Linked DNA regions of Mus musculus: regions 1 and 2 are each linked to region 3. A link is a contact called in public promoter capture Hi-C data. All regions are on one chromosome and are shown on one strand. The core of a region is the stretch at or near the end of the contact, and the rest is flanking DNA. Distances in the headings are between cores, read along the strand shown. Region 1 holds the start of Cacna1d (calcium channel, voltage-dependent, L type, alpha 1D subunit). Region 2 has its middle 51 kb from the start of 4831407H17Rik. Region 3 holds the start of Dcp1a (decapping mRNA 1A).

Region 1 (3,411 bases), core at 625-3,124, 130 kb before region 3:
ATGCTTGGGACTCATTTCCTCCACAAGCTTCAGAAAACAGAAAAACATCTTTAAGGCTTTTTTATTATTATTATTGCATTTTAAATTGCAGCAGCAGCAGCCAAGCCAGCATCTAATCGGCCTGCACCCTAAGAGTCAGGGTGCATTATGTCAGGGAACCTCAAGGCCTATGCAATAATTATCTCAGTGTAGAGTAGCATCCAGGTACTCCCAGGGCAAAATACTCAAAAGCGGGCGGGGGAGGGGGGAAGGGGAGGGCATGGGATGGAGGGTGTCCCTTCATGTATAGAGCTCGCCTCACTGTGGGTCTGGTCATTCCTTGGAAGATGGACATTGGGCCACCATCACCTCTGCTGAAGCAGATGTCAAAGTGAGAGTGGTGTCAGAGGTTGGAAATCGGGCGTTTGCAAAACCAATTATCACTAAGTAAAGAGTCAAAGCAAGCACAGGTCTCCTGCCCTACTGTCCTTAAGCCTGGGACAGAGCAAAGCAGGCAGGTGGCACTCAATCTGAGATCAGGGACTAGTTTTGCCAAGCGGTTCCTTTGAGAAGCGCTCACCGGAAAAGGCTTCAAGAAAACCAGGGCTGGGAAATGCTAACGACCTCCATGAAGGGAACCTGGCCAAAAGCACCCCAGCCTTCTTAGACCCGGCCCCCGCTGGTGTGGAAACTGCACGTGGTGAGTTGCAGAGCCCCACAGCGGCAGCAACTCTCTGGGCATTGCTAGGTTACCGACGTGTGCACAGGAGGCACAGGGAGCGGGAATACACGCTCCACCCGACCCTGTTCCCTCAGATCCCAAGACCCGGGGCTTCTCCCATGAGATGATGGGACCAAGCGACCCAAGGGGTAAACCTGGAACAGTCCTAGAATTTTCCTGATGCTACTAAGGACCTTCTTCTTAGTCAACCAGAGGCGCGGGAGATAGGGGGAGGCTGGAAAAAGGGTTCAGGCTGAAGACTAACACCTCCTCTTCCATCGCTCAGGGGCGATGAAAGAGGAAAGTTGAGCCCGAGCACACTGAACCCGGATCACCTCACTCTTGCCCCTTGGCTCCACAGTACTCCACACACACCCAAATGGCCGCCCCCACCCCAGCAAATGCAGAATTAACTGACATTCACGGCCTGAAGAGGAGAACGGAGTAGCTGCCGCGCATCACCCCTTTCTATGTAGATGACACCAAGCCAAAAGCATCATTTCCAACCCCCTCAACCCACCCAACGCATCGGAGATGGGGGGTTGGGGGTGGGAAGAGTAGGATCATGATAGGATGAGGTTTGGCAGCGGGTACCCAAGCTCAGGCTGCTCACCGTTCGCATGGTCCTCTTGGTGCTGCCGTTGATGTTGCATTTTTTTCATCATCATCATCATCATCATCCACGAACATTTATTGAGCGCCTACTGTGTGCAGGGCACTATGCTCAGGGTTAGGGAGGGGGAGGAACGGATATGGGAGGTTACGGATAGGTAGGAGCCGCGGTCCCTGCCCTTATTTTCGCTTCAGCAGGGGGTGGGGAAGGACAGAGACAAATAACCAAAAATAAAGATAATTTATAAAAACCGCCTGCCACCCACGCTCCTTCTTTTTTTTTTGAAAAATGGAGCAAAATAAACTTTTTGTAAAAAATAAAATCAGATGTATATATTATCTTAGTAATATATACATGTAATTTTTTATTTTTTTTATTTTTTTTTACTGCAAAGGAGAATTGGCTTGGTCCCCTCCTCTAGCGGAGGGACACCGTGGTGGTGCCCGCCCGGCCTGCCGGGCCGCTCGGCGCGCCCCCCATGCCGCCCGTCCGCCCGCCCGCCGCGGTGCCCGGTGCCCCGCCGCCGCCGCCGCCGCCCGCGCCGCCGCTGGCTCGGGACCGCGGGCAGCCGGAGCTCACATCCGGGGACGGAGGCGCTCGCCCGCCCGCCCGCCCGCCCGCTCCGCGCCCGCCGCGCCGCGCTGCACGCCGGCTTCGCCCTGGCGACGCTGCGCGCCCGCCGCCGCCGTCCCCCGCCCTCCCCCGCGCGCCCGGGCCTCCCACCGGCCGCGCCGCGCCCCAGCTGCCCGCCTGCGGCCCACGCGCCCCCCGGACTCCACGGCGCGCGACTCGGACGCCGCCACCCCCAGGCTGGCGCGGCTGACCGAGGGTTAAGTGCGCTGCGGCCGCCGACAGCCCGGTTAACCCCCTCGGCGCCGCCGCGCGGGCGCCCCTTCCCCGAGCCAGGCCCGTGGGGCCCCGTGCCTGCTGCTAGGGGCGCCGATGCGCCGCTCCTCTACACGGCGTCCCCAAGCGGAGGCTGCTGGGGTCCCCTGGGGTCCGCTGGGCTGGCTCTGGTGGCCTTCGCACTCTCACACCTGGGGGAGGCCCCGCCCCCCTCCCCCCAGGAACCCAGGTGCCCGCAGGCGATCGCTGCTGCTGCAGCATCAAAGCTCAGGGTTCGAGGGCTCTGCTTGGACTGGACAGGCGTCCCCCAGCTCTTACACCGTTTCTTCCAGTTTAGAGGTGCAAAGAGATGGGGGGCTTGTTCTTTGGGGAGCACTGACTGTCCTCAGAGATCTGCCCTCAGCCCTGAATCCCGTCCTCCCTCCCTTATGCATACGTGGCGGTGGGCTCCCTCCCTCTCGCCATCACCTCCACGTGTATTTGGAGACAGGTACAGAGAAGTAACAGCCAAGGTCTTTCAAACTGCTAGTGTGGAGAGGTAGACTGTGCAGCTCAAATTGATGACTCGTTTAGGAATTAATACTTTTTTTTGTACCTTCTCGGCCTCCTGTTTGTAGTGGGGGAGGTCTACAGGCCCCAGCTCCGTCTGGAGGGGGAAATACTGTATCTAGTGGATGACTGATATTTTTCATTTAGCTTTGTGCTGGCTGTTGGGAAAAGGCGTCTGCTTTGTTACTTTGCAGGATTCGATTTATTTGCCTTTGTTCGGATCTGCTTGTTCCTACGGAGTTTTAGAACGTTTGAGAACAGTGTCTTTAAAGCAAAAGGCTCAGCGTGAATTAAGAAAATAAATGTTTCTGGGAAGGTGCTCCTTGCTCAAAGAGGACACACCGAGCATCTCTGATTGTTGCAGGGGGGATCCACCTGGGAAGAATGACTCTCCAGGGGTCTTCCTGAGAGAGGGGTGTCTAGTTAGGATAGAGGAAAACAACCATGCTTGCCTGCTTTTTCACTTGGCTCTTTGGAGAGTGGCAGGATTGGGAAGCAGCCTGTGGCCTGTGTAAAAGAAAGCTGGTCTGAGCAACCTCACCTGTGCTGGTGCTTAGCTGAAATCAAAAAGGATGCAAGAACATATCCTTTGATAGGTCAGATTTGCAAGGAAGCACGTGTGTCACTATCAGAATTCCAGGTCTATAGCTTATCCTCTGGAGACTTCTACAGAAAATGCCTTGCTAACACTGGCCCATTGTCC
Region 2 (3,189 bases), core at 24-2,523, 73 kb before region 3:
CCATAGCAAAGCTATAGTGGCTAAAGTTTTGTCTTTCACATAAGTCCTATATTTAATAATAATATTTTGTTGTTATCTAAGTTTGTTTTCATTTTGGACAATAAAGTATATGTTCATATTGATATTTTTTATTAAAATTAAATTTATTATTTGGGAAAAGCACTGTCTTGTCTTTCACTTTTCAAAAGTATCTCCAAAATAGATTTTAATATCTGCATGATATTCTAATAGATGCAGATTTTCTTTTGATAAGATTTCTTTATGTTATTTTAAATTTTTAACTTTTACTTTTATTTGTACAAGTCTGTGCATGAGCACAAATATATATGCATGTAACAGTGCCAGAGAAAGCCAAAAGGGTTCATCAAATCCTCTGGAACTGGTTGTGACCCTCCCAAGATGGGAGCTGGGAATCGAATTCACACACTCTGAAAGACCAGCAAGCGTGCTAATCACTAAGCCATCTACCTCTCCACTCCTGGTTTCTCTCATTTTAACAATGATTGCATCTTTATTTTTGCCAAGTTTTTGGTTAGCCTTTAAAGACAAAGTCATAAATGGCAACTACAGAGCCAAAAAAGGTCTGAGTGCAGTGAAGCATTGGCCTCAGGGGGCCCTTCTCAGCTCCTCCTCTGGTTCTGTTAACACTCAGTGCTCTGGGATCCTTTTCCTAAGGCCCACTTCCTCTGATAAGGTTTTCCATTTGGTCACCAATGGTTTTAGATCAGCTGCTAAGGGAGATGTGAAACATCTGGGTGAAAATGGCTTTTGAGGGAAATTTTCAATATCCAGATGGTTCTTTCCCTCTCAAAAGTTCCTCCAAAACAAGGAAGAGAAGAAACAGAAACTTCACATAAAGTCAGTAAGTAGACGGAGAAAAGATAAATGACTTATCAGAAGAGTGAAAGGTCAAACCTAAGACACACAAGGGAAGACGCCTGTGGAATGAAAGCGAAACTGTCCCCAAGAACGCCAGAAGAATCAGGAAATGTAAGTATGAGAGAGAAGAGAGGAATAGACCAGCGACAGCAGCTGAACCCCGAGATGCTTGCCAGATCAAACTGGTTCCCCTTCCCAGCAGAACAGATGGACCATTTCTGCTGAAACAGAACCAGAATTGTTCGAATCTAGATGAGAGTGGCTTAAGGCATAGAGAATAGTGTAAAAAGCAGAGCTAAGCGGAGATAAATGAAAATCTGCACATTGACTAAAATAACCTTAGCCCCTTCCACCACAGTGTGATGGGAGCCAGGCTCCTGAAACATTGGGCAGAGACTAGATAAGTCCTTCCTGAAGACGGTGAATGGTAGATGAGCAATACCCACAGATGCCAACACACGGGGATTGCTGACAGCAAACAAGTCTTGCAAACATACACACATGCACACACACACACACACACACACACACACACACACACACGTACGTGCGTGCTAATTCATTCAATTCATACTTTTGGAAGGATGCTGTTCTGGGTACATGGGACTGAAAAACAACCAAAACAGAAATCTCTCTCTTCACAGAGCTTCCATCCTAGTGAAAGAAAACAAACAATAAATACAACAAACAATAAATTATATAGTTTAGGGAGAAAGTAAAGCCAGAAAGTAGGGGAGGAGATGCCAGAAAGTGTTCACATATACATGTATGTATAAAACCATATGTGACATAAAAGTAGAAAGGCAAGTATTTGGGGGACCAGTGAGAGCAGGGAGAGGGCAAAGGAAGGTCATGAAGGTGACTAAGCAAAGTACAGTGGAGGCAGGCACATGTCGGTGGATGAACACGTCATAGGGAGACTCATTATTTGGTATGCATACCAAAAAATAGTCTTAACAGGCAGTGGTGGTGCACACCTTTAAACCCAGCACTTGGGAGGCAGAGGCAGGCAGATTTCTGAGTTCGAGGCCAGCCTGGTCTACAGAGTGAGTTCCAGGATAGCCAGGGCTACACAGAGAAACCTGTCTCAAAAAAACAAAACAAAAATAATAATAAATTGTCTGTCTTAAAGGATCTCAAAGAAATAATAAAAGATATTTTACTCTTTCAGTAGTAATTATATAAAGTTTTAAAGTAGCAATCCAAGAACAACACAAACTCTTCTGGATTAAAGATATGTGGAACTTGACACCGCTTTCTGGCCTGCTGGAATGTGAATGTTCTATACCACGTGATCCCATTGCTATGGGCCAAGATGTTCTACTCCACCTTCCCCACCATGACAGACTTAAACCTTCTGAGAGCATCCAGTGGAGAACTGTGAGAAACATCATTAAGTTACAATGGGAATAGTATTTCAGAAAACTGGCCGGGTAGCTTCCCACGAAAGAAGGAACCGATGTTGGTTTCCAGCCTAATAACGTCATAAAACAATAATTACAAAAGGAAGCTCTGTGTCTGGTGACCTCCAGCAGGCAGGAGAGAACAATGTGGCCACGTGCACTGGAGTCTTGACGGCGGGTCAGTGGGAGAGCTCCTCTGTCCTTCCTAGCTGAGTCCTCAGCGAGCCCTGAGCAGAGTAGCCAAGCCTGCTCCAACAGAGATCATGTGCAGCTCAGGAGGTGCTTCTTGCTGCACAGTGTGCCCACCAACCCATCTGACTCTACATTAAGGATGAGCCCAGATGAAGTGGTTCATCTGGAAGGCTGGAGGCTCCTCACCATCATTCCTGCAGTATTTAACAATGACCTCAGTGACTGTTGGATGGATCAGAGGTGATACAGCTATAGACCAGGGGCTATGACTATGGTGTAGCTTTAGTGGCTTGGAAGTCCCTTTACAATGTCAGATGTATTAAAAATGCCTCCATTGCACACTAAAAATACTATCTTAGTATACAAGATTGAAAGAATTTAGAAAAGTTTTACTTAAATTTTTTAGTTGGCATATAGTTGCTGGGTTTCACTATGACATTTTTCTTTGAATGTGTGTGTATGTATAATTATACACCAGATAAATAAAATTAAAAGTTATTTTTTAAATTGTAGTGTCTAAAAATAATAAAATTGCAGAATCTAAAATTTTATCTCTAATATAAAATTTTACAGAAAACTACTGAAGAGTTAATTTTCACCAAAATAGAAGTATTAACAAGAGAACAGAAGAATCAATATAAACTAACAGTGTTTCTCAGCCTGCAGTTCATGACCTCTTTGGGAGTCTCACTATCAAATAGCTGTAGAGTGGGTA
Region 3 (3,290 bases), core at 740-3,239:
AATGGGCTCCTACCCTCTACCACTGGGTAAAAGGTAGCCTGGATGTGAAGCAAAAGATCCCAGAGACTCTAATACCAGAATACGACTGACTAGTGTGGAACTGTGAGCCACTCACCTCTTCCCCTCCGGGCTGAATTAAAGCATCAGTTAAATGCTAGGTTCCCACCTCACCACCGAGTCACGATGCAAATCTCAGCCCTTGCTTTACTTTCCCGAGGAACACCTACTCATCCAAAGCACCAGTTCAGACCTCAGCAACTCCTTGAAGCCTGCCTACCCGAAGCCAACCTCAGAAGTCGGCTCGAGACACCCCAAGGCCATCATGTTCTTAGCACAGAGATGAATGTGCCCCAGAGGGACAGAGAGCATGGATAATGAACAAAGACAGGAGAGAGGGGAAGAGGACGAAGGGGAAGGAAACAAAGAGGAGGGGAGGAAGGGAATGAGAGATATTTGGGGAGGAGGGAATAAAGGACTGCCTCTGGATGTCGAGGCAGAAGTGGCCCACAGGCAAACGGCAGTTAATAAAGGTAAAAGGGGAAACCCCACAGTAGGATGTGTTTAATTTTAATTGGGCACATTAATTAGGTGAACTAAAGGGGGCTTTTGATTGCTGGACTTCAATACTTTTATAGCTGGACTTTGGTAGTCGGCCTCAGGAGAAAGAAGTGGCTAAATTAGGGACTAGACCTTGGTGGCTAGTGTTAGGAATAAAATCTAACAGTTTTTAGCAAGGCAGAGGGAAAAGGGGAGAAGAGCAAGGTCTGCCAGAACCTTGCCTGCCATGCTGGAACTGGTAGTGAGGTTCCTTCACTACCTTTCCTGGCTCAGATGGCAATAAGGACGCCACCCTCTGGAATTCAAAGAGAGACATCTATCATGGGGCTGTTTGCTTGCGTTTAGTTTCTCCTAGAGCCAAAAGAGTTGGAAGCTCGGAGCTGGCAACCACTCAATAAGATCAGTGAGTGTGTACAGAAGTGAAGGGTGAATAACCGATAGGCGGCTGTTCCAGCTTTTGTAGTTGCTTCACACGCGGTTCTGTCAAGAATGTAAAGTTTGCCCTTCCATTAGTATGTAAAACCACAAGCAACACAAATATGTGGGGGTACTTTGAGAAAATGTAAAGTTTATCCTTTCAAAAATGTTCATTTGTGCTGAGATGTCTTCAATAAAGAGAAACGATGGTTTTTAAAGCAACTCAATGAAAACAGCCTGAGCACTTTGCTTTACCTCTTAGTACTTCCTGATCCCTTAAAATGCCCAATAAATGTTTTCTTTTTAAAAGAGATCTACTTACTATTTTAAATAATAGACGTCTCTATAGAACAATAGAAATATTTATCTGGGACCCAGATGAGGAAAAAGACGAGCAAAAGAGGGTAGGCCAAGTCTATTGTAGTTCCAGGCAGGCTAGTTTGGCTGCTTTGAAACATTTCTTTCAAAAGTTACCAAACTGTTAAGAGTGAAGGTGCACTCTGAGGTCAGAAGTGACGGACAGCTCCCCTTCCTCATTTGGACTGAGTTTTCTTTTTTCTTTTTTTAAAGATTTATTTATTTTATGTATATGAGTACACTGTAGCTGTACAGATGGTTGTGAGCCACCATGTGGTTGCTGGGATTTGAACTCAGGACCTTTCGGAAGAGCAGTCAGTGCTCTTAAACGCTGAGCCATCTCTCCAGCCAGGTCTGAGTTTTCTAAATGGTACGTGGAGACCTCATGTCCTCAGCAGCAAGCATTTCGATTCTGCGCCGGAACCCGAGTTAGGGACTGCGCTGGGGTGCAGCCTCCCCGGCAGGAGTCAGGTTCATTCAGGGAACCGGTTCACACCCCGCCAGGTGAGAGAGGTCTCCGGACTATCAGCTCACGGCTCCACCGCGCAGGCGCGGGGGCCTGTCTCTTCCGGCAGACGCGGCCCGAAGAAAATCGGAACCAGGGCTCCTGGCGCACAGGAGCAGCGGATGAGATTAGCTGAAGTACCACGCTCGGCAAGGCTGGGCCGGTAGGCGGAAGTGGAGGGCTGACTGAGCTGGGGGAACTTTGCCTGGATGGCACTTTCCTGTTCCACAGTCCGCCCCCGCCGGAGGGGCTCGGCTCTGAGATCCAAGATGGAGTTGTTGAGTCGAGCTGAGCAAGAGATGAGTCTGGCGGCCTTGAAACAACACGACCCCTATATCACCAGCATCGCAGACCTCACGGGCCAGGTCGCCCTGTACACTTTCTGCCCCAAAGCCAACCAGTGGGTGAGTGAGGCCCGGCCGGGGACAAGGCCAGCCTGGCCGCTGCCGCCTCTTAAAGGGACCGCGCAGACAGCTGAGGATTGGGGGTGGGGGAGAGAAGCAGGAGCCCAGGACCGCAAAGGCGAGGCCGGGACCTCTCCCAAAACCGGGTCCGGAGCCAAAGAGGTGACCGGGGCACGCGGAATTGAAAGAATGTAGCGGAAGGAGTAGACCAGAGACAGAGCAGGGAAATCGGATGGAGGAGAGAAACGAGGCAGGATCAGTCTTTTTGGGTCGGTTCTCGGGGCTTGAGGTTGCATTGGTAAAATATGAGACAAGTTAATTTTAACAAGTGAGTGAAAGCCTGTGTTTGAAGACTTTGAGGACTCTTAGATACATGTACTTGATGGAAGAGTCCGCTCCTCTTTCCCTGCCGACCTAAATGTGATGGTTTGGATTTGAAGCTTTAAAAATCAGCTTCAGGAGTTAGACCAGCTTTAGTCGAACTACTCTGTATCTCTGGAATTTGAGGAAAATTTTCAAGGCTACTTCAGTAAGAACTGGATTCCTTGGAGACGTTTGCAAGAAAAAGAGACCAGTGCTAGGACCTTTGATGGCTCCCTTCTTTTGGGATTGTGTGAGTGGCATAGAGTTGCAGAAGTTACTTTGTCTACTCGCAGATTCTAGTTAACCTCAACTCGAAGCACCTGTGTACACGGCCCCTTTTCTTGTGCTCCGTTTTTCCTCATTCACTCATTGGGCTATACAGAGGTTCGGTTTTAGAACATTAAAGCTCAACACCTGCGCTGAAAACCCGAGTTAACGCTGTTGCAGCAAAAGAAAGAATACTAATGTTCGATTTTCTTGTTTATTTCTTGTAGTACAGGAACTCAAACCCAAGACCCCCTGATAGCAGGCAGGCACTGTTCCTCTACCACTGGGCTATATACCCACCCCGAGTTACAATTTCTTAGTCACATTTTCAGTTGTTTATTTTAAAACCCTACCAAATTTGCCTAAGGCAGAGAATGGTTTCTATCCATGATTCTTAACAAAGTTCTGAAAATAATAAA

The links. Promoter capture Hi-C pulls out the DNA fragments that hold promoters and counts their contacts. Capture Hi-C pulls out chosen DNA fragments and counts their contacts.
Region 1: a promoter capture Hi-C map of pancreatic islet shows a contact between it and region 3. The contact joins the promoter of Cacna1d here to the promoter of Dcp1a in region 3. A contact is called at or near these places in 12 of 39 promoter capture datasets (3T3-L1-derived adipocytes, cranial neural crest, embryonic stem cells and 7 more), 23 of 484 Hi-C or Micro-C datasets (B cells, the BV-2 cell line, Th1 cells and 13 more), 12 of 115 datasets of contacts at active chromatin or transcription factors (the SCID.adh cell line, bone marrow-derived dendritic cells, bone marrow-derived macrophages and 5 more) and 5 of 9 other capture datasets (adipose tissue, embryonic stem cells, liver and 2 more).
Region 2: a promoter capture Hi-C map of hippocampal neurons shows a contact between it and region 3, with 2.0 times the contacts expected there. The contact joins the enhancer-like site here to the promoter of Dcp1a in region 3. A contact is called at or near these places in 5 of 39 promoter capture datasets (embryonic stem cells, hippocampal neurons, liver and 1 more).

The regions. Positions count from the first base shown.
Region 1 is chr14:30,351,612-30,355,022 of GRCm38.p6, forward strand. It overlaps Cacna1d (calcium channel, voltage-dependent, L type, alpha 1D subunit), which reads right to left and starts at 1,875. Exons shown (of 47, transcript NM_001083616.2): 1 at 1,314-1,875. The coding sequence starts at 1,380.
Region 2 is chr14:30,405,003-30,408,191 of GRCm38.p6, forward strand. It overlaps a transcript of Cacna1d not described here. Among named protein-coding and RNA genes, the nearest start is that of 4831407H17Rik, 51 kb to the right of the region's middle. Within about 2 kb of position 1,274, at least 70 of the 459 cell types and tissues checked have an H3K27ac peak or open chromatin away from gene starts, as enhancers often do. A contact at or near this core is called in hippocampal neurons, where this site is marked.
Region 3 is chr14:30,477,576-30,480,865 of GRCm38.p6, forward strand. Dcp1a (decapping mRNA 1A) reads left to right here and starts at 1,990. Exons shown (of 10, transcript NM_133761.3): 1 at 1,990-2,241. The coding sequence starts at 2,047. It also overlaps a transcript of Cacna1d not described here.